Linked DNA regions of Zea mays: region 2 is linked to region 1. A link is a contact called in public Hi-C data. All regions are on one chromosome and are shown on one strand. Each heading gives the region's core, a stretch centred on a gene start, on an enhancer-like site or on the middle of the called end of the contact. The rest is flanking DNA. Distances are from core to core; before and after follow the strand shown. Region 1 holds the start of LOC100276911. Region 2 holds the start of LOC100285676 (ribose-5-phosphate isomerase).

What was found. Hi-C and Micro-C count contacts between places; a contact is called where the count stands out from the background.
Region 2: a contact with region 1 is called in a Hi-C map of tassel, with 2.0 times the contacts expected there. The contact joins the promoter of LOC100285676 here to the promoter of LOC100276911 in region 1. A contact is called at or near these places in 3 of 25 Hi-C or Micro-C datasets (leaf, tassel and an unstated tissue).

What each region holds. Positions count from the first base shown.
Region 1 is chr1:155,951,649-155,955,486 of Zm-B73-REFERENCE-NAM-5.0, forward strand. LOC100276911 reads left to right here and starts at 1,840. Exons shown (of 1, transcript NM_001150608.2): 1 at 1,840-2,906. The coding sequence starts at 2,059. The coding sequence ends at 2,562.
Region 2 is chr1:156,207,195-156,210,899 of Zm-B73-REFERENCE-NAM-5.0, forward strand. It overlaps LOC100285676 (ribose-5-phosphate isomerase), which reads left to right and starts at 2,389. Exons shown (of 4, transcript NM_001358286.1): 1 at 2,389-3,335. The coding sequence starts at 2,398.

The sequences.
Region 1 (3,838 bases), core at 590-3,089:
ACACGAGGGCCGCTTCCCGCAAACGGGCCTGTCGCGCCGCGTGCTCCGCACGGGCAGCGGTGAGGGCGGCGACGGTGTATCCCTGGTGGGTGACCAGTGGAGGAGGCGGCTGATCGACGACAGGATGTGGATCGACGACCAGCGACAGGAGGATTGGTGGGGGAGGATCCTCTGGACCGGCAACACCTGCGGGAACCGCATCCGCCACAGCCGCAAGGGCAGAGGCGGTGCCCGCAGCGGTGAGGGCCCCACCGGCGTCGGTGGGCCCTGCCCCCCACGCCGGCCCGAGCGCAGGGGAGGTGGGAACGGACCCCCACGCCCCTGCCACCAGAGCCTGCGCACCCGCAGGGGAGGCAGCGACGACAGCTAAGAGGGGATAGGGAGGGGCCAGGGGGGCACGCCCACCCACGGCGACCGCAGCAGCGGCAGGGCCCGCGCGGCCCCCACGGCGGCGGCGGCAGCACCACTGCCGGCGCGGCCAGGAGAGGTCGCGCGGCCAGGAGAGGCAGCGGCAGCCAGGGGAGGCAGCCCACGCCCAGGAGGAGAGGGGAGGGAAGGTGGAGGGGGAGAGAGGAGGCTGCTCGCCAGCCATGGTGAGGAGCGGCGACGGCGGCGGCTGTAGGGGAGAGGGAGGCGACGACGGCTGTAGGGGAGGGAGGAAAACCTAGGCTGATGATACCATGTTAGAAGTAATAATTATGTATTAGGGCTAACCCTAGAGAGTAGCTATATAGTATTTGTACATGGACAATATATATGCCGCACAAGTTTGAAATGAACTTTGAGGCGCAGAACGTTAACGTTACTACTCGTCAATAAGCAGCTATGATTGAACGAGCTACTCGTCAACCGGGGAGGCACATTTGTTTTACGAAATATAGCGTAAATAAAAACAATAATAAATTACACTTAATAACAAGTTTTAACATAAATAATACCAGTTTCTAAAGTTTAGTCTAGTGACTAAAGTAACTAAACATAGCCGGATTTATGTGATGTTTGAATACACTAAAGATAATAGTTAGTAGTTAAAATTAGCTAAGAGATCTTCAAGAGTTCCCTAGAAATTGGCAGCTTGTTTCTGGGTAGTCAAAAAACCCCTCATTTGTAGCTACAAATGAGGGAGTTTTAAGGGCTATGAAAAATTTGGGAGCGTTCAAGGGAAACTGTTAGAGACACGTTTTTTTGTTTTTTCAAAAAAAAACTTGATTTAGGAGAGACTTCTGAAAAACTCTTGGAGATGCTCTAAAGACATCCAAACACTCTAGCTAATAGTTCAATTATTAGCTATTTTATTAAATTAGTTAATAATTAGGTAACTATTTGTTAGCTAGTTAATTTCACCGATAATTTTTTAGCCAACTAATATAGGATATTTAAACAATCTTTTTAATAAACATAATTTAACGTTATAAATTAGCATTTAAGTTATACATGGAATCAGTTTACCTTTTGGTCATCCACTTTTTGCGAGGTGTCTAAGGCTACGAGCCTACGAGTGAAGAAAAGTCGCTGGTAGCTCCTTTATCTTTTTACCGTCCTATCCTTATCCTGTACTATTGTATTGTACAGGCTTGCTCGAACTGTAGCTCCGCCACGTGGATCGTCTCAGCGCATGCATGCATGGTCCTGGACTGCATGTACTCACTCATGGAGGCCAGAGGCCAGAGGCCACGGCAGAGGTTAGAGAACCCATGTCGCACCAAGCCAAAAAAACAAAACCAAGGAAAACCACTACGCCCTTCTCGATCCGTCTAGAGCGTAGCGTAGCGTAGCGTAGCGATGGCTTTAGCCATGCCAGCTTGCCTGTAAATATCAGAGTATGCTCACAGGCAGCACGGGCTCCATCTACTGGGATTCTCGTTTTAAACCCCTGACCCCCATGCATCTCGCACGGGCACGGGCACGGGCACGGGCACCGGCACGGCACGGGCCACGGTTATAAATAACCACACACCCTCAAGGGCTGAACCGAACCAAGCAGTAACATTAATCACCCACTCTACTACTCGAAGTTACTACCAGCAGCTTGCTTCAACAGTAGAAGAGAGCGAGAGGATGGCGTCACCGAAGCCCTCGTCGGCGGCCCTGCTCCTCCTGGCGGCGGCGGCCGTGCTGGCGCTGGCGCGCGCGGACCTGACGCACGACAACTGCGTGAAGAACAAGAAGGTGACGGTGCAGAACCTGTGCAGCCACGACGTGACGCTGACGCTGGAGCCGCTGGCCAACAGCCCGCCGCTGTTCGCGGGCACCTACACGCTGCACCCGCGCAGCCACGCCGAGTTCCCCGTGTGCTGGTGGACGGGGCGCCTGCGCGCGCCCGACGCCGCCCAGGTGGAGTTCCACGTCGGCGTCGACGGCGGCTCCTTCTACCTGGCCCCCAACGCGCAGCCGGGCCAGCGCGTCCCGGTCTCCGTCACCCCGCACGGCTCGCCGCTGCAGGGCCGCTGCCCCGCCGTCGGCTGCGCCATCCAGGGCCGCTGCTCCGTGCACCAGGTGCCCAGCGGCGACTGCCGCAACGTCCAGGAGATGAAGATCATCTACTGCAACCCGCACGTGTGATGCGATGCGGACATGGGGTCGTCGCGCCATCTCGCGACCTGTGTTGTGCTTTCTTTCATGTCGCCGTCGCCGTCGTGTGTCCAACCGCCATTGTCGTTAGGTTGTTGTTGATTAGCCGTTTGCTTCGCTCAGTAGCCTCGCTCTCCAGTGTATTATCACTCGCATCGCATGCATGTGATGTGAGCCACTGCACGCGTGAGTGTCACATGAGTCGTCGTCCTGTCTCGTCTCATGTGTTTGAAATTGTAGGCAGCAGAGGATCGAGATGCGTGTCTGCTTTGTTCGTGTTCACTGCTGTCAGTCTGTCACCGAGTTCAATAATTTAGCTTTGTTTCATCGGGAAATTGAATGGATGTCTGTTGTTGTTTAATCTATTTTTAATTTTTGAATAATAATAATAATAATATAGTTTATTTTAAATAATTAACAGATGGCTACCGTAGTTTTGAAGCGGAGGCAATATAGCTAAATCGGTCTATGTGTCTCTGTAGTAAAAGTTCAAACGCACACGGTCATGGCCTCATGGGGGCAGGCAGGGCAGGGCACATGGACGGTCCGATTTGTCCGACTCGAACAAAATTAATGAGGCCCCCACTTGAGTTGTAAGCCCTGAGTCTGAGCTTTACCCACGGCCCATCATCAAAGCCTAGAGATGCCCACCTTCTTTAAAGGTCTGTTCTTTATATATTACAACCAGCTGCCAGCCATATCAAACAACTGTTTAGTATTTATTTAGCAACTTTATTTTTTCAAGATATTTCTATTTTTAAAGGAGAATAAACTATTTTCTCTTGGAAATAAAAATCCCTTAAAAATCAAAGAAGCCCCTACTTGAGATCTTGGCACTTATGGGTTGTAATTTGTAAGGTCTGGGCTTGAGCTTTACCCACTTATGGGGCAGAGCGCGCGGGCGCGAATCGCTATCCTCAGATCTGAGCCGTTGGATCGGGAACAAACGTTTGTGATGGGGCGCGCGAGGCTTTACAGCTTGGTGGCCGGTGTTGCCTCCTCCGCGGCGGCAAGGTCGCCGGTGATGAGGGTGACGGCCACGGCATGGCTCTAGGGGTTTGGAGAAAAGATCGGGCACGTTCAGGGCGACATGGCGAACTCAGTAATGGGCGCAACGCCGGCGCGGGGGCACCAGAGGGCGCAGAACGCGGCGGGGTGGCCTAACGCCGGCGCGGGGCACCAGAGGGCACATAACGCGGCGGGGTGGCCTAACGGCGGCGCGGATCAACTCCGGCGAGCAATTACGTGGACACTAGGGCGGTAACAG
Region 2 (3,705 bases), core at 1,139-3,638, 260 kb after region 1:
TTCATCTCCCAAACAAAGTACATGCAAGACATCCTCAAGAAATTTGGGATGAAGGATGCAAAGCCCATCAAGGCGTCGATGGGAACAAACTGACACTTGGACCTCAACGCTGGAGGTAAGTCCGTAGATCAAAAGGTACACTGGTCTATGATAGCTTCCTTGCTTTATTTATGTGCAAGTAGACCGAATATTATGCTTTCCGTATGTATGTGTGCTAGATTTCAATCTGACCATAAGGAATGTCACCTTGCGCCCGTGAAGCGGATTTTGAGATATTTGGTTCACATGCCTCACTTTAGGCTCTGGTATCCTAAGGGTCTACCTTTGACCTAATTGGGTACTCAAACTCTAATTATCTCGGGTACAAGGTAGATAGGAAAACCACATCAGGGACATGCCAGTTTTTAGGGAGGTCCCTGATGTTTTGTTTGAGTTAAGTTGATGTAGTCTCAAAGGAGGATTGAAAGGGAAAAGGTGGATTTGGACAAAGGAAGAAGCTTCCACTGCATAAACAGTATCAATGTACTTTGTTCCAAATTGCCTTAGTTTTTCATTGCCTTTGCTCTTCATTTGCTATTTTTGGTGAGGCATTGAGGTTAGGCCGCTAGTTTCTCCATTTTGGTGCTTAATGCCAAAAGGGAGAAATTTAAGGCCAAAGCAACTAGATCAACCACCACTTAGAGTTTTAAAAAGTTTTTGAGCTTTTTAACTTGTCTTTTTATCAAAACCCTCTTGATAGCAAAGAGGTACCTTCTTATTGCAAAAACTACTCTCTTATGTGGGAAATGTTATCTTATGAGAAAAGGGTGAGTTTTTGGAGTTTGACCAAAACAGGTGCTTTAAACTGATTTGTTTTGCAAAGTCGTAATTTCTCGTCCTTTGAGCCAACTGGTGAAACCTTGAACTGTGAAGATCGACTGATCGAGTCTTCCTCTTCATGCCTGTGTGCTAGGTTGACCATCAGATCCAAGGGGTGAGGTTGGGCCAGAAACCAAGGCCACGACAGTTGCGGGTAGCGAGGTTACGATGATAGCGAACATGATAACGAGGTTAGACGATAGCGGACATGATTAAACTTGCGGCTGAGTTGCAAGTGTTTGTGAGTTGAGCTATGAAGATGAAGAGCTTGGAGAAAGGAGTCCCACATGATTTTTTGGGAACTTCCTCTTGTATACGGTTTGGGTGGTCTCGACCCATCTATGGGGTAATGGCTCACTAATAGGGGTTTGGGAGTAGGGCAATGATCCACTAATAGGGGCTTGGATGGTTTTTACAGCCTACCTATAGTGTATCGACCCACTGCTAGCTGGAGGGGAATAAACCTACGGCTTCACGCGTGACGCAGGACGACCGTCGAAACTGATGCTTTATAGTAGTAAAGGTAAAGAAGGCATATATATATATATATATATATATTTTATCTCATTGTTATTTCCTAATGTGTAGCTATGTGTATGTCAGCATCTAGCAACACGTGCTATGATACAATTGAATACAGTTGAATGGCTTGATATTCTTCATTGTTGCTGTAGAAAATCCTGAGAAGCAACATCTCTCAATCCGCTGAAAATTATAAGCTATATCTAAAAGGCATCAACATCATAATCATGTACAGAAGCTTCAATATTTCATTATGTGGCTTCAATAGTCATCATGTATAGAAGCTTCAGGGTCTGTTTGGTTGGGCTGTGGCTGTGAAAAAAGTTGTTGTGAGCTGTGACCTGTGGAAAAAGCTGTTGTGGGCTGTGAGTTGTTAAAAAGCTAAAAACCGTTCGGTGGAAACCACTAAAGTCGTTAAAAGTTCTTCGATATATGTTTTCACAGTTCCATCCGAAAGCCACTAAAAACAGGTCCACAGATATTTTTAGTTTTGCACTGCGAGAAAGTCAGCTTTTAGAAAAAGTTGTTTCCTTGATCCAACCCTTTGATTTGGCTTTTGACTTTTATGGGGCAAAAGCCAAACCAAACACACCCTCAATATGTCAATTTCCAATTTATTGTTGATTATAGTAAATAGAGCAACAACTTTAGCTAACTTTCTCGCAAGGGAGTCTAGATAATACCAAGTTTATGGTTTATAAAAATGCCATAGTATTTTATACCATAAAATGTTTGGTTGCACTTTTAAAAACTATATTTTAAAATCATAATATTTTAGATACCATGATGTTTTTGAAGTATTGAAAACTTCACTCAAAACTAAAATTTTTATGGTAATGGTTTATAATGTTATACCTAAACAATGTTTCTCGAAATTATGATATTCTTAGAGCCAGCCAAAACTTTTGTATTGTCCGCAAAGTATGGTATTGTAAAGCTATGGTTTTGTGAAACATTGTCCTAATCTGCTCCAAATTTACCAATTTTAGCTAGGGCAAAACGGATCCCGATTCCCGGATGGATGTGCCGGCCCGGCCCGGCCCGCTCGGCGCTCGTGCTTCTCCCCAGTCCCGTCCATCCAAAGCGTTTTGCACTTGTGCACAAACTGCGGCTGCTGTAGATACGCGCGCCGCCACTCCAAGGTCCAAGCCTCCCTTGCTCCCGCCACCGCCCCTCACCATGGGCAGCGCCGCCGCCTCTCCGCAGCCGTCTGGGAATCTGACGCAGGACGAGCTCAAGCGCGTGGCGGCGCACCGCGCGGTGGAGTTCGTGGAGTCCGGCATGACGCTGGGCCTGGGCACGGGTTCCACGGCCGCGCACGCGCTGGACCGCCTGGGCGACCTCCTCCGCGCGGGCGCGCTGCCCGGGGTCGCCGGCGTTCCCACCTCCCTCAAGACGGAGGCCCACGCCGCCCGCGTCGGGATCCCGCTGCTTCCGCTCGACGCCGCCTCGGGCGCCAGCATCCGCCTCTCCATCGACGGCGCCGACGAGGTCGACCCGGACCTCAACCTCGTCAAGGGCCGCGGCGGGTCGCTGCTCCGGGAGAAGATGATCGAGGGCGCCGGCGATCGGTTCGTCGTCATCGTCGACGAGTCCAAGCTCGTGCCGAGGCTCGGCTGCACGGGCGCCGTCCCCGTCGAGGTCATCCCCTTCGGCGCGCCCCACACGCTCGGCCTCATCCGCAAGGTGTTCGATGGAGTGCCTGGCTTCCACGCCAGGCTGAGGACGGTCCCCGCCGCCAATGGGGAGGACTCGGACGCGCCGTTCCTCACCGACAACGGCAACTACATCGTGGAGATGTTCTTCGAGGACGGTATCCGCGGCGACCTGCTGGACATCAGCGATCGTCTGCTCCGGATCACCGGCGTCATCGAGCATGGCATGTTTCTTGGCATGGCCACTACAGTCATCGTCGCTAACAAGGACGGCACCGTCACAGTCATCAACAAGAAGAAGTAATAATCTACAAGTAGCCTGTATGTGTGCGTCCGTGTGTGATCCAGCTACCTAAGTTCTGCTCGTTACCGTTGTGAAACCATCATTTTGTTTTATCATCTCATATCTTTCCTACTGGTGATTCCAATATATCTTATTTATTATCCCTCCAATATTATCACACATTGCCTTCTGGTGATTCTCATGCAACTACCTCCAGCTAAAACTGGAACAGAACGGTTCCGTTCTATTTGGCTCCTACCAAACACTACCTAAGATTGACTTGCTTCTAGCTTATTTTGGCTGACCTGACCGGAGGGAGTATTAAGAGCTGTTTGTTTGGTCGTTTTCAAACCTGAGATGCATTCCCAGCGTGACCCATTCCCATTA